Regions from separate parts of the Mus musculus genome. Here all the other regions are linked to region 3. Evidence: chromatin contacts called from public Hi-C data. All regions are on one chromosome and are shown on one strand. Each heading gives the region's core, a stretch centred on a gene start, on an enhancer-like site or on the middle of the called end of the contact. The rest is flanking DNA. Distances are from core to core; before and after follow the strand shown. Region 1 overlaps Gm52178 (a long non-coding RNA gene). Region 2 overlaps Gm33497 (a long non-coding RNA gene). Region 3 holds the start of Stk3 (serine/threonine kinase 3).

Region 1 (4,422 bases), core at 1,518-4,017, 120 kb after region 3:
AGACAGAGAGAGAAAGACAAAGACCGAGAGGGAGAGGGAGAAACACAGAAGGGAGGGAGGGAGAGAGAAAGAGAGAGAGAGGGAGAGAGAGAGAGACATGGGGAGGAGAGAGAAAGAGAGAGAGGAAGAGACAGAAACAGAGGCAAAGGCAGAGACACAGAAGAGAGGGAAGGAGGGAGGGAGGGAGGGAAGGAGGGAGGGAGGGAGGGAGGGAGGGAGGGAGGGAGGGAGGGAGGGAGGGAGGGAGGGAGGGAGGAAGAGAGAAAGACTCTGAAAACCCTGTGGCCACTGGATTCCCTGTTGTCAGGCCTCCCCAGTCCTGTTTGCTCTTCAGACCATGGTTTAAGCAGCAAAAAGAACCCTTGTCTGTTGAATAAGTTTATGAACAAAGGCTGGTTGCTCCCCTTGTCAATAAACAAACATTATCTGCTTCTGTTTCTTTGCTAAATTGAGCTTCTGCTTACCCTAGCTGCTTATACAAAAGCTGTGTGTACACAGGAGAAGGCTGTGGTGGTGCTGTGGAAGCCGGAGGCCCTGGGCAGAGTGAAGTCACAGCAGGTTCCTTCTGAGAGCCTTTCCTCTTTGTATCACACTTCTCCCTCACTTAGAGGTCCAGACTGGCTGGGAGGCTGCTGCTTTCATCCTGCATCAACTATTACGGACTAATGGGTCTACTTTATGCAGCCTTTGAGTTTAAAAGAGAATGAAATAAAACAACAATTTGGGGAAAAATGAGAAAGATCATAGGCCAGGGAATGAATCACCACTGACTGAAGTCTGGACATGAAGCCGCACCACATAGGAAGCAAGCTTTGTAAAAAGCCAGAACTGGGAAGCAAAGGGTTTAATTTGCTGGGCCAAGGTCAAAGGGCTGAAGAGGTGGGTAGGAGGGGGCTGCAGTAAGTACATTAAGCTGTGAGTTCAAGGATGGGCTCTTTCCCATGGGGGAGTAGCATCTGGGTGGCACGCACATAAAATGTCACAGAGCTGTAGTCAATGTGTGACACAGTACAGCACCAATCAAAAGGAAGAGGGCAAAATCTGCTGCTAAAACGATGGGGGAACAAAAGAGAAGGGCAGGAGAGAAACTGTTCACTCCGGTTATTCAGAAATGGACTCATCTGGAAAGAGTTCTGAAAAGGAAATGATGTCACCGCGGTCCAGGCTTCCCCCCAGGGGAGCCACAAGGTCTGATTGACTGCACTCACTGTTCTGATGCTCTGCAAGTCACCATCAGGCTATAGTGGACACCTTGTCAGGCGGCAACCTCTCGGGCTCTCCTGACAACTCCTGAACCTGACTTTGGCTCAATAATCCTAATTCTTCTGCCAATATTAATGACCGATATTAATTTGGTTTGGTTGGTTGGTTGGTTTTTTTGTTTGGTTTTACTTTTATCCCTCAAGCTTGCCATATTGCTGAGGGTGACCTTAACTTCTGGCCCTCCTGTGTCGACCTCCTGAGTATTGGGATTGCAGGTATATGCCACCATACCTACAGTATACAGACCAGGGATCGAACCCAGGTCTCCACACTAATCAAGCACTGATCCACAGAGCTATATGCTTAGCTGATAGTGAATACTTAGCTTTCGATTGAAAGTTATAAAATAAAGCATCAGACTTCCAGTGTCTGGAAAATATGGCCAAAGAGACATGAATGAGAATTACATGACCATTCCAAAAGGAACAGAAGTCTGGAGATTATGACTGGTTGGCAGCTGGACTCAGGAGCTGAACATGGATGTACACACTTATCATCCCAACATCTGTAGGCTGGGGCAAAAGGATCGTGAATTTAGGCCATCTTAAGATACTGAGACCCTATCTCAAAGTCAAAGTCGAATACACACTATCTAAGAGCTGAAGGAGAAATGGTTTCTGTGCTGAATGCACAACCAGTTTAACTGAGTGACCTAAGTTTTAAGATAATGCTGAGACAAATACCACGGCATGCTTACAGTAGAGAAGGCAGCCCCACAGCCTTCAGTGTCAAAAACACAAACTCAGGGCCAGTGAGACACTCAGCTAGAAAAGGTGCTTGCTTCACAATCCTGCTGACCTGAGTTCACATAAAACACACACACACACACACATACACACACACACACACACACACACACACATACATACACACACACACACACGCACACATACATACACACACACACACACACACACACACACACACCAATAAAAATTTTAAAACTAATACAATCTCATTCAAAATTGTAAAGATTTTTTTCAGCCCCTCTTTCTGACTACAATTTGTATTGTTCTTGGCCTGAAAGCCACTTCTTGATTGCACTCCTGCCTGTTGAAAGCACAAGCTCTACAGAACTGTTTAACCTTTGAATCTGCTCAGGAAGATGGAATTACCATCCCTGGAAAAGTGCATTGGGCTTCAAGGGCTTCAAGTGCAGCTGCAACCAGAAGATGGAAATGTGACTGGTTGGGGGGTTGTGGGATTAAAGAGAAGGGATTAAGAGCCTTCCTTGCCCGGGTGAGTAGCATGATTCCGTAAATCACAGGCTAACCTTTGCTTTGCGCAGCCCTGTATTAAAACATACGCTATCATAGCCTCTCCTAATCAAGACTCCTCATCTTCAACATCGGGGTGGAAGGCACAGATGCCAAAGAGGGGTCAGAGGGAAACAGAAGAGAAGGAGGAAGTGGATAATCTTGGTGATGGTGACTGCTATTTTGATAGGAACCAGAATGTCTGCACGGTTTCAAGAACCATGAAGAAGTGCAAGCAGTGCTGGAAAGAAGCCCTCCAGCTCGTGTGTGCCTGGCTGAGGAGGACTGGGAAGCTCCAGAGAGCACAGCTGGCTCTGCAGGCTGCTTCTGTTGCCTTTCTTCATATTTATTCCGAGATCACATTTACAGCTGCTTTTATCTGCTCTTTAGAAGTTCTTGTATTTGGAAAATTGCTTATGGTAAAATAAAAACCCACTTGTTGACATGGAAATGTAATTTATTAGCCAGCTAGAAAATCAGTTATCTCTTAATATATGGGATCTGGAACTTTCTACTCTGCTCAAGATGCCATTTAGAAAGATGCAAATTTATTATACTCAATGTGACTCTGGGCTGACACTGAAGCTAGTGCTCAGTTCAAGAGAAAGTAAATGTCTATTTCCCCTTAACATCCATGCAGGAAGGACCAGCAGAGCACAACACAGACACAGCTGGAGGACAAACTGCAGGGAAGTAAAGCAGAGCCTGAGCTTGTTAAACACAGGGCCAACAGAGAGTTCTCCAAAGCACGGATATCAGAGAGGGGCAGTGAGGGCACTGTACGGAACCTGACCCCAGGATAGCTAAGGTGCAGCGTCTCCAGACACAGGAAACTCTGATGCAGGTCACCACAACGGCCTCTAACCAGGAGGCAAGGCAAGGTCCCGAAAGGTTCTCAACCTTGGCAAGGTGTGATGTGTGTGTTGGTCAGAGCTCAGGAGCTGTTGGCCTAGAATCTAGATCAGGCTGTGTAAAAACCGTAACCACACAGAATAACGCCCACGATTTATCACAGGTTTCCTCGGAGCCCGGAGTTTTAGACTGATGTCCTAGTTTGCTTTCTGTGGCGGTGATAAAACACTAACCAAGAACAATACAGAGAGTGGATTTACTTAGCTTGTAAGTCATCAAGGAAAGTCAAGGCAGTAACTTGGGGGCAAGAACTGAAGAAGAGACCATAAAGGAACAACTGTTGGTCTGTGTGTTGCTTCCTTTTATTATATACAGCCCAGACCCACTGGTCCAGGGATTTCACCCTCCTCTCACCCACACAATCAATCAGCAATTAGGAAAATGTTCCACAGACATTTCCACAGACCAGTCTGATAGAGGTGACCCTCAGGTGAGGGCCTTTCTTTCAAGTGACTCTAGCTTATGTCAAGTAGACAAAAATCTACCCAGCAAATCTGGGCAGCTAAGCAGATTTTGAGCTGAGATGGAGAAGTGTAGGTGGGGCCTAGATCTGTGAGCACAAGGATGAGGCTAGTTCCTCTGTCAGAAACCTGGTGAGATGTGAAGAGACATCTCTCAAGCCCAGACAGCACACATCAGACCCAAGATATTAGACTCAAGACTAGCATGGTGATACAGTAAGTGTGGTGGGCTTGTTTATAGAAACATGGGTGAGCGGTTACTTACAAGATCATGGGTACCTCAGTTTGTTTTCTATAGCTGTGATAAATCCCATAATGAAAGAAACTTGGAGGTGAAAGGGCTTATTCGGGCTACATACTCTAGTCACATATCATTGATGGAAGTCCAGGCAGGAACCTGGAGGCAGGAACTGAAGCAGAGATCATGGAGGGATACCGCTTACTGCTTTGATGCTTCATGGCACTGCCCACAGTGAGTTGTGTCTTTCCACATCAATCTTTTTTTTTTTTTCTGGTTTTTCGAGACAGGG
Region 2 (4,207 bases), core at 336-2,835, 100 kb after region 3:
ATAGAGTCAACAGATTAGAGAGTTTTAGAGGTTTGGGGTGAGGGGAGGCAGGGGCACGAATGTGAAAGGGCTTTTGTGATAGAGTAGCCCTACATCCTGACTGATGGCTCTAATAATCCATACGTGCTCAGACAGCATGGAACTTTACCCACCCACCTGAAAGCCTGCTGAAGTCTGCAGTGCTCTGTGAACCACATCAGTGCCAGTTTCCTAACTTTGATACTATGCCGAATACAATAAAGTTAGGTGATTTCCCTAACACTCCCAAAAAATTCTCTCTACTACTTTTGCAACTTCTGATAAATACATAATGACTTCATAATAAGATTCTTTTTTAAATGCCAGTATAAACAACCTTCAGCACACATGTGTGCCCTCTCTTTCTTCTGAAGGCCCTGTTAAAGAATCAAAGTAATAAAAAAAGGTGTCAATTTAAAAGAACAAATAGGTAACAGGATTCAACCACAAGGAAAAAAAAAACCTAGAGGCCGGAGTGTAGCTCAACGATAGGACATTTGCCTGTGTGTAAGGCCTTGTGTTAGATCTTTACATGTGTGGGGGTGGGGGGAGAGGGAGAGGGAGGGGGAGAGGGAAAGAGAGAGAGAGCTGCATAACAAATGAATAGAAAATACTGTTTATAGCTCTTTCTCTGCCTTCAGAGCCAGGAAGTCAGCAGAGATGACTCTATCCTGGACAAGGCTGCTAAGAAGATCATACCTTGGACACAATGATCACAAGACCTCACAGCTGGGGACAAAATGGCAGGCGAGAATGCCACTGATCTTCTGTCTTTTAGGCAGATGCTTGGCAATCTGACTAAGTGCCAGGCATTTGGAAACAAGGAGAGTCATGGGAAGCTTTTAAGGGGACAGAAGCTGAGGGAGAGTTAGAGTAATGGTTACCATGGGCTTAGGGGAGCATTTGAAGTCTGAGCCCTTACACAAAACCAAGTAGAATCCTGGGCCTCAGTGCCTCCGTAGATTGAGGTTTGTCTTGTGGACTCATAGGATCAGTAACTTGACTTACACAGTACAGATGAGGCTGTACACCTCTGTCTAAGCCAGCAGTCCCCACACTTTATAGAGCAGCAGAGTCTTTTCTCCAAAGAAAACCAGAAGTGAACGTATAAACAATCCAAACTGAGTAAAGTTCCAGGGGCTATGCATCGATAGTCCCACAAACAACCTATGGCTCAGGTGTCACACACTCAGATGCTAAAGGAGGGGGAGAGATCTCTATCGAGACTTTTATGTGTGTGTATTAACTAGAATGTTTCCGGTCTCGGTGAAATCTGAAAAAGGAAACTTTGAGTTAGCACACCAGTGATTGTTTTCTGTTGAGTCCTGCTAGGCAGACCTTCTGGCCTCTGTAATTTAGCTGGTTAAACCTTTTCCTCAGGCCAGACAGCTGAACTTGAGCCAGGTGGGCTTAAACACATTGACTAATTCAGAGTTTACTTTCCAACAACGAAAGACAAGATTGTGCCAGCATCTTCCGCTCATCCATCCAAAGTTCCCAAGAGCAGAATTCAGCCCTCGTCCCCTCCCAGTTACAAAGCAGAGAGGCCTGCCCAGTATAACTTAAAACAGCAATGCTGCAGCTCTCTCCAATAAATTACATCAAAACAAGCCAAAGCAAAGGCAGCTGCCTTACCAGTTTCATAAGGAATTGCCTGGGAACTAACCCTTTTCAGACCTAATTATAAACTCAGGTTTGAATTACAGAACAAGACACTCTGAAAGTCCATGTTCAACAAGCAGAACAAACATGCAAAGATGAAACGCAATGGTCTCCCACCCGAGACCTGTTGCCAGCAACAGGAGAAGTGGCTTGTCTGCAGCCAAGTTTGGGGTGCCCTGGAAAGCTTCATCTCTCTCCAGGGAGACAGTTTCCAGAACTCCAATCTCCTCTTGTTGGCAAGAGATTCCTATAATAAATAGACTACATTTCCCAGAAATCTCTTTGCCCAACCCTGGGACTATATTTTAAAGCCTGCTTTTTTGTTGTTGTAGTTGTAGTTGTTGTTAATGTGACAACCTTTTGACATGCCTAGCTGGCTCAGCTCATTTCAAATCTCATCTTATCACTAATGTCCTTGGGTTTGTTTTCAAAGATAAAAGTTCAGTTAGTTGACTGTTCCAGAAACAGAATAACATAACAAGGAGTCCAATATTATTTACACTCAAGGTTATGTACTACCCTTCATTTGAATGAGTGCTCCTTAAACATTAATATGTGTCAGAATGGCTTGAGCTGCTGTTCAAACACAGCCTGCTAGACCTCACCTCCACAGACTGACTCAGTCAGTATGGAGACAGTCCAAGAATGTTCATTGTTTGCCAGTGTCCCAGGGATGCACAGGCTACTGGTCCCTAGATGACACTTTAAGAATTGCTAAGAGGTTGGGAGTGTAGCTTAGTGGCAGAGAACATGTTTAGCGCGTGTGAGGCTCTAGGCTCAAACTCTAGCATCCTCCAACCCCTAAAAGTAAAATCAAATACAGGGGCTAGAGAAACATCTCAGTGATTAAGAGCACTGGCTACTCTTGTAGAAAAGTACCTTGTTCATGTGACGGCAAGCAAGACTCTTGGGAAACACGAACAGGACCATGCACCAGTCTGCCAATCTGTGACTAGAAAGACATCAGGCTTCAAAAAATGGATTTGGCATACGGATTCCTTCCACTAGCTCCTGGGGGTCATGTAAATGGCACTTTCACCTGGATTTTGTCATTCACAGCCTACCTCCTTCAGTACTCATAGTGTATGACGCAGGAACTGGAGTCTCTTGAGAAATAATAATCAAAAAAAACAAAAAACAAAAAACAACAACTCTAAAACAAGTTTGGTTTTCTTTTAATTCCAGGGACATGAAACTCTTTAGGCCATAGTTCACAACTGTCCATTAGCTGAAAACATATATAACAGATAAGACACTATTTTGGTAGAGATCCATCTTCTAACTACCACTAAGCCTGACACTGTGCTTGTCCTTGAATTGAAGAACGATTCCATTTTATTGTTTTGGCCTTGAATGTGGTTATCAATGCTAGTAGCTGAGGGATTCACTTGAAAGAGAGCTATGTTTCCTGATTCACCAATGCCTTTTATTCCAACGAGGGGGTTTCTAGAACACACAGGGGTTTGGGTTTGTAAACTCAAATGTGTGAGAATCTGATTTTCTGATGTGTTTGTTGTTGCTGTTTTGTTCTGCTTTGTTTTGCTTTATAGATACTCTTGGCAATAGTAATTGTAAAAATCCAGACTCAATCTACATTCTGGGGCTGCAGGGAAAGCTGTTGGCTCAGGGACTGCAGCAGGAGACATTGGAACCATCTCTAAATGTGGAGCCAGGGATTAGTGCCCCACTCCCAAGGGCTTTACTCAGTGTTCTCATTTCTAACTATTTGCTGTGCTGCAAATTGAACCCAGGGCCTGGTCTAGGCAATGTACCAGGGAAGGCTGAGAATGCAAGTTAAGAACTTGTGCAGGTGATTCTGTCAGGCTGGGGCAACAATTACAGCCACAGGAGGGCACTTCAATTCTCCTGCCTCAGCCACCATACTAGCTAGGGGTACAGCTACCACCATTTTTAACTTTACTTTTACAAAACTAGAGCGTATGTCTCTCTCTCTCTCTCTCTCTCTCTCTCTCTCTCTCTCTCTCTCTCTCTCTGTGTGTGTGTGTGTGTGTGTGTGTGTGTATTTGTGTCTCTGTGTGTTTGTGTCTGTATGTGTCTGTGTGTGTCTCCATGTCTTGTGTCTCTGTGTGTTTCTGTGTGTCTGTGTCTCCATGTGTGTGTGTCTTTGTATGTGTCTGTGTGTGTGTTTCTGTATCTTTGTCTCTGTGTGTGTCTGTGTGAATACACATGTTACCAGTGCTCTGTATAAACAGTAGTAAATAAAAGCCATTTCAGTTCAGTATGTCAGGCTATTAAGAGACCTGCAGCTGTCAGATCCTCATACTGTAAACAAGAGGTGGAAAATGGAAAATGGGATCCGAAGGGAATGGAAATTTTATGGAAGAAAATTTTATATCCTAAATGTCTGAGAATTGGACTCAAATTATCATCAAGGTGAAAAGAGCCAATAACTGAATAATTCTAGGAAACCTCTGTGGTCCTTTTCTGGACTCTGAAAACATTCAGCCCAAGGACCTCTCCATGAAACAAGTAAATGCAAATGAACTTGTCATTTGTACCATGTGCA
Region 3 (4,542 bases), core at 1,733-4,232:
AAAAAAATCAAACCGTCAACTAAGAGCAGCAACTAATCATACTGGCTCAGACGAGAACAGCCCAGCTCTGCCATGGAAATGCTTCTGAAATACTAAGACAGTGATACTCCCGGCATTCCTACTGAGATTAGAAATGGTGAGCAGAGGGATCCAGAAGGTGTAGAAACAATGACCACTATGTGATAGAATTATAAACGGCACCACTCTACATAATAAAGGAATATACCACTTTTGCAGCCCATCACATCTGGTGCTCTGAGTTCACTTATAAATAAAATACAAGCTACCACGCTGAACTGAACATGCTGTGAAGCACTTCACATGAGCCCATTTCATTCCCATGATACAGTTTACAGGTGAAGACATTTACATTTAGAACTAGCATAGGAAGTGGTAGGGCCAGGATTATTATTTCCAAAAGTGAATACCCAAAGCAGGGTATGTAGCAATCTTATCACATAAAAATGTTTCAGATAGACCATGCAGATGAGGGTTCATGAGCCTTCTAAACAGCAGAACAAAATACCTAATGAGGCTCTGAGAACAAAAGCCCAACATTAAGTCACAATGAGTAAACTTCCTAGCAAACAATAAGATTTCAAAAATGGTAGTTATGCTTCATGATAGACAACAAAGGTCAAAGAGGCTACACAGAAACTCACTGTCAGTAACACACAAGCTTCAATTTGGTGAATTCCTAGTCTCTTCATCTATAAAATGAGATTTTATAATCTTTTTCTAATGCAACCTACTGCATAGAGTTGTTGTGAGGATAAACACTATTAATTTGGAAATGCTATAAAATAAAACACTGAGATACTAAGATATAAAAGATTAGCAGTCTGTATCTTTTGCTTATTGCAAATGTCTTCTTGTTGGGACACCAAGATAACGCACTAGATAAAGACACCGGCCACCAAGCCAGATCACCTGAGTTTAAGCCCCAGAACTCAGTGAAAGGAGAGAAACAACTCCTGTAAGCTGTGCTGACTTACACACACGTCATGGCCTGGGTTTACAGAAACACACACACATGAGGTGGAGGGCAGGGATACCAAATCAACAAAATGGAATTTTAAAAACAATCCCTTCCTGCACAGGAACTATATCCTAGTCCCAACTATTCCTGAGTCAAAGGCAGAAGGAGCTCTTAAACCCAGGCACTCAAGCCACACTGCACAACATATGAGGGGAAAAACAAAAGAACTAAAAGAATTGCATTTCTAGATTAAAATGAGTCTTTGAAGAAATGGAAATTTAAAATGTAAAGTTTTATGTGCAAGCATGGCTTTGTAAAGTATAAGTCACGATGGAATTGTCACCCACAACTTCTGATTGTCCAGGTTCACTAATGTCAAGTGCAGGCATTTTCTTACAGCTATAATGAAACTGATAATTTACAGTACAGCCAACCAGCACAGATCTTTTATTTCAATTCAGTCATTCCAGCTGGCCTATGCCATAGTCTCAAAGATCTCCCCTTTACTGCCCTTCCAAAACAGAAAGAAAAAAAAGTTTCAGGTTTTCTTCTGTTATTGTGGGGAAGGCGAGTATCCAGGGACTACCAGAGGAAAGACACCAATAACATGCTAGAATCTAACAACTGACTTGCTTCCAGGGCCCAGAAGGATAGCCTGTCCCTTCTGGGAAACTGTCCACATCCTCCCCTTTTTTGCATCTGAACAGATGGTTTCCAGAAACCAAGGCTCACATGTCTAATCACACAATTCACAACGGTTCTCAAAGTGCCTACCTTTTTAACGATTCCACCTCATGAGTCTAACACCTTACATCTAAATATCTCTAGATATTAGAGCACATGAAGACTTTAATCTTCACTATAGCACTCTCTTAGACAGTTTTGTAAATTATAAATGAAAGTGAGGTTAAATGTTTTACCCAGCGTCAAACAATTATTTTATTCATTCATGGAGAACAGGGAGAAGACATTATGAACGTTTATCAATGGACATTTAGTTTCCTAAGATGATTGAAATGATTAGTTCAAACATATTGTACACAGATGCATCCAATATGTCCATGATTAAACATAAACAATATATAGCATACCAAAGTATCACTGTTTTTATGTGCAAAACTATATGGGGGAGAGGTTCTAAGTTAACATTCCATCTATCTTGGATCCATAAATTCTTTAGAACTTTGGGGGGAGGGGGGAAACACCTGTCATTGCTGCACATCCATAATGTTTTACATTCTGCGTGGCTATTAATATACTTAATTCCTTAAACTGTAAATAAGCGATCTGTCTTCACAAAGTGAATGGTTATATTATTAAGAAGACTTGATCGAGAGAGAGAGAGAGAGAGAGAGAGAGAGAGAGAGTGTGAGAGAGAGAGAGAGAGAGAGAGAGAGAGAGAATAAGAGAAGCGTGCATTGATGTCCTTATCTCCAGGTTTCTGGAATTTACTACTCAAACCCTCCTAGCCACCAGAAGGGCCGGGAACCCAGCGAGGGCCACTCAATTTGCGGCGCACCAGGCCCTCAAGACGTCGGCACGGAGACTCGGCGTCCCCTCTGGGTCCCTGGCCTCGCAGAGGGACGGAGCCGAACGGTGGGCGCCTGGACCAGGCTGCGCTCAGCGCCGAGCAGGCGGGGACAGGGTCGCGGCGGCAGGCCGGGCCTAGTAGCCCCCGCCCCGCGCCGCTGCTTCCGTCCTCATCCCGCTCCCGCCGTCGTTACCTCTTGGACGCCGGCGGCTGCTCCATGGCGGCCGGTGGCAGAAAGAAGGGCCGAATGGACCGTGAAGGCCGTAGGGAGGAAAGGAGCCCGGGAGCAGCCGGCCGAACGCAAGGGATCACACCGGGAAACTCGAACCAACTTTCACGTAACTCCGCGGCGGATCTCCCTCCCGCTCCTCAACGCGGTTCCTCCCGGCCGCCCCGCCCCGCCCCTCGGCCGTGGCCTGCAGCTCCGAGCTGGTGGGAAGAGGCCGGCGCAGCGAGGGTGGGCGGGACGGAGCGCGGACAGGGAGGGTGGGCGGAGCGTGTCCCGGGAAAGTGGGCGGAACCTAGCGCGGTCCAGAAGAGTGGGCGGGCCCTAGCTCAGCCAGGGATAGTGAACAGGATGCGCCCTGGAAGGCGGGCGGGCCTTAGCAGGGCTAGGGAGGGTGGGCGGAGCGCAGCCCGGGAAGGGTGGGCGGGTCCAAGCGCTGGTGAGAGTAGTGGAGAAAGGCCACCAAAAGGAGTGCCCAGCTCAGAAAGAAGATGTCTTGCTACCAGAGTGAGACTTTGGCAACCCAAAAGCTACTGTGCTGGTGGAGGGGTGCTAGTCCACTAGAGATTTGACTCATTTCTCAGGATTCCCCAAGAATACATGCCAATCATCTTGTAAATCTGTTTGAAGTAAAACTGCCCTCACTTCCCTCTCTTGTCCTGTTTATAATTATTAGTTATTATTAGCTACGTTCCCCTGCCCCCCAAGCCAATTGGCATTTGTAACTATAGTAGTTGGGATACTTCTGGAAATTCTGGTTGATTTTGATTGTATACAAGCATAATAATTACAGTCCAATGACAGAAAATATTTACTGCAGTGATCTCTTGGTGCACAAATTTAGAACACCAGAGTCTTGCTGGATGCCCTGTTGGGTAACATGGAAAGCCCATGACTAGTTATAGTGCTTGGAAAAAGATACTAAAGGAATATCTTTCTTTTTTTCTTGGGTCCCCGACCCCGACAGCCCTAACCCCCATTGAACTTGACCCCTTACACATTCATTTGTCTACTATTTAACCATAAAATACACACACACATCTTCTCACAACTATACAAATGAGTTTGCTTATTTTTTTTTCTAGAATATTCTTTAAAACGAATTGGGCAAAGTTTTCTTAGAGGTTGGAGCCATGTGTATGAAGTCAATATTAGTCAAAATGAGTATCAACTGAAACTAAATAAGACACACACCTTGATATCTATTTCATCTACTCAGGACAATAGGAACAATAACAAAAACTAAGTGATTAAAATGTCAATACTGGGCCATGAGGGGGTTCTGTAAGCAAAGGCACTTGCCACACAATCCTGATGAGTCTACAAGTGTAAAGAGAGAACAGACTTTACAAAGTTGTCCTTGGCTTACACACACACACACCCTTGCCACATCTCTCTCACACATGCACACACTTCCACACCCTCATCATGCACACACACAGTAATGCCAGCCTTTATATATATGAGTATGCTGTAATTTTCCTCAGACATACCAGAAGACGGCATCAGATCCCACTACAAATGGTTGTGAGCCGCATGTGGTTGCTGGGAATTGAACTCACATCCTCTGGAACAGAAGTCAGTGCTCTTAACCATTGAACCCCAGTACCAGCTTTTAAAATGTCAGTACTGGGAATCACCACTGAAACTCTCCTGCCCACCTCGCATTCTCCTAACTTCCACATCAACCTCATTTTTTTCCTGTTTCAGCAGAAAGCATCTTGAGAAGTTCATCTCATGATTTTTTTTCAATTTATCAAACATTAAGATGGGCTCAGTTTATCATCCTTTACAATGGGTTCCTTG

What was found. Hi-C and Micro-C count contacts between places; a contact is called where the count stands out from the background.
Region 1: a Hi-C map of uterus shows a contact between it and region 3, with 2.3 times the contacts expected there. The contact joins the enhancer-like site here to the promoter of Stk3 in region 3. A contact is called at or near these places in 4 of 39 promoter capture datasets (the 3T3-L1 cell line, the C10 cell line and maxillary cranial neural crest), 1 of 15 datasets of contacts at CTCF or cohesin (the NIH/3T3 cell line), 4 of 484 Hi-C or Micro-C datasets (cortical neurons, myeloid progenitors, nephron progenitors and 1 more), 2 of 115 datasets of contacts at active chromatin or transcription factors (both in embryonic stem cells) and 1 of 9 other capture datasets (adipose tissue).
Region 2: a Hi-C map of uterus shows a contact between it and region 3. The contact joins the enhancer-like site here to the promoter of Stk3 in region 3. A contact is called at or near these places in 4 of 39 promoter capture datasets (the 3T3-L1 cell line, 3T3-L1-derived adipocytes and the C10 cell line), 1 of 15 datasets of contacts at CTCF or cohesin (the NIH/3T3 cell line), 2 of 484 Hi-C or Micro-C datasets (nephron progenitors and uterus), 2 of 115 datasets of contacts at active chromatin or transcription factors (the SCID.adh cell line and embryonic stem cells) and 1 of 9 other capture datasets (adipose tissue).

The regions. Positions count from the first base shown.
Region 1 is chr15:35,275,939-35,280,360 of GRCm38.p6, forward strand. All of the region lies in intron 1 of Gm52178 (a long non-coding RNA gene), which reads right to left. Among named protein-coding and RNA genes, the nearest start is that of Gm52178, 18 kb to the right of the region's middle. Within about 2 kb of position 2,768, at least 9 of the 459 cell types and tissues checked have an H3K27ac peak or open chromatin away from gene starts, as enhancers often do. A contact at or near this core is called in uterus, where this site is marked.
Region 2 is chr15:35,254,261-35,258,467 of GRCm38.p6, forward strand. The region is part of intron 2 of Gm33497 (a long non-coding RNA gene); the gene reads left to right. The region is part of intron 1 of Gm52178 (a long non-coding RNA gene); the gene reads right to left. Among named protein-coding and RNA genes, the nearest start is that of Gm52178, 40 kb to the right of the region's middle. Within about 2 kb of position 1,586, at least 7 of the 459 cell types and tissues checked have an H3K27ac peak or open chromatin away from gene starts, as enhancers often do. A contact at or near this core is called in uterus, where this site is marked.
Region 3 is chr15:35,152,824-35,157,365 of GRCm38.p6, forward strand. Stk3 (serine/threonine kinase 3) reads right to left here and starts at 2,983. Exons shown (of 11, transcript NM_019635.2): 1 at 2,704-2,983. The coding sequence starts at 2,729.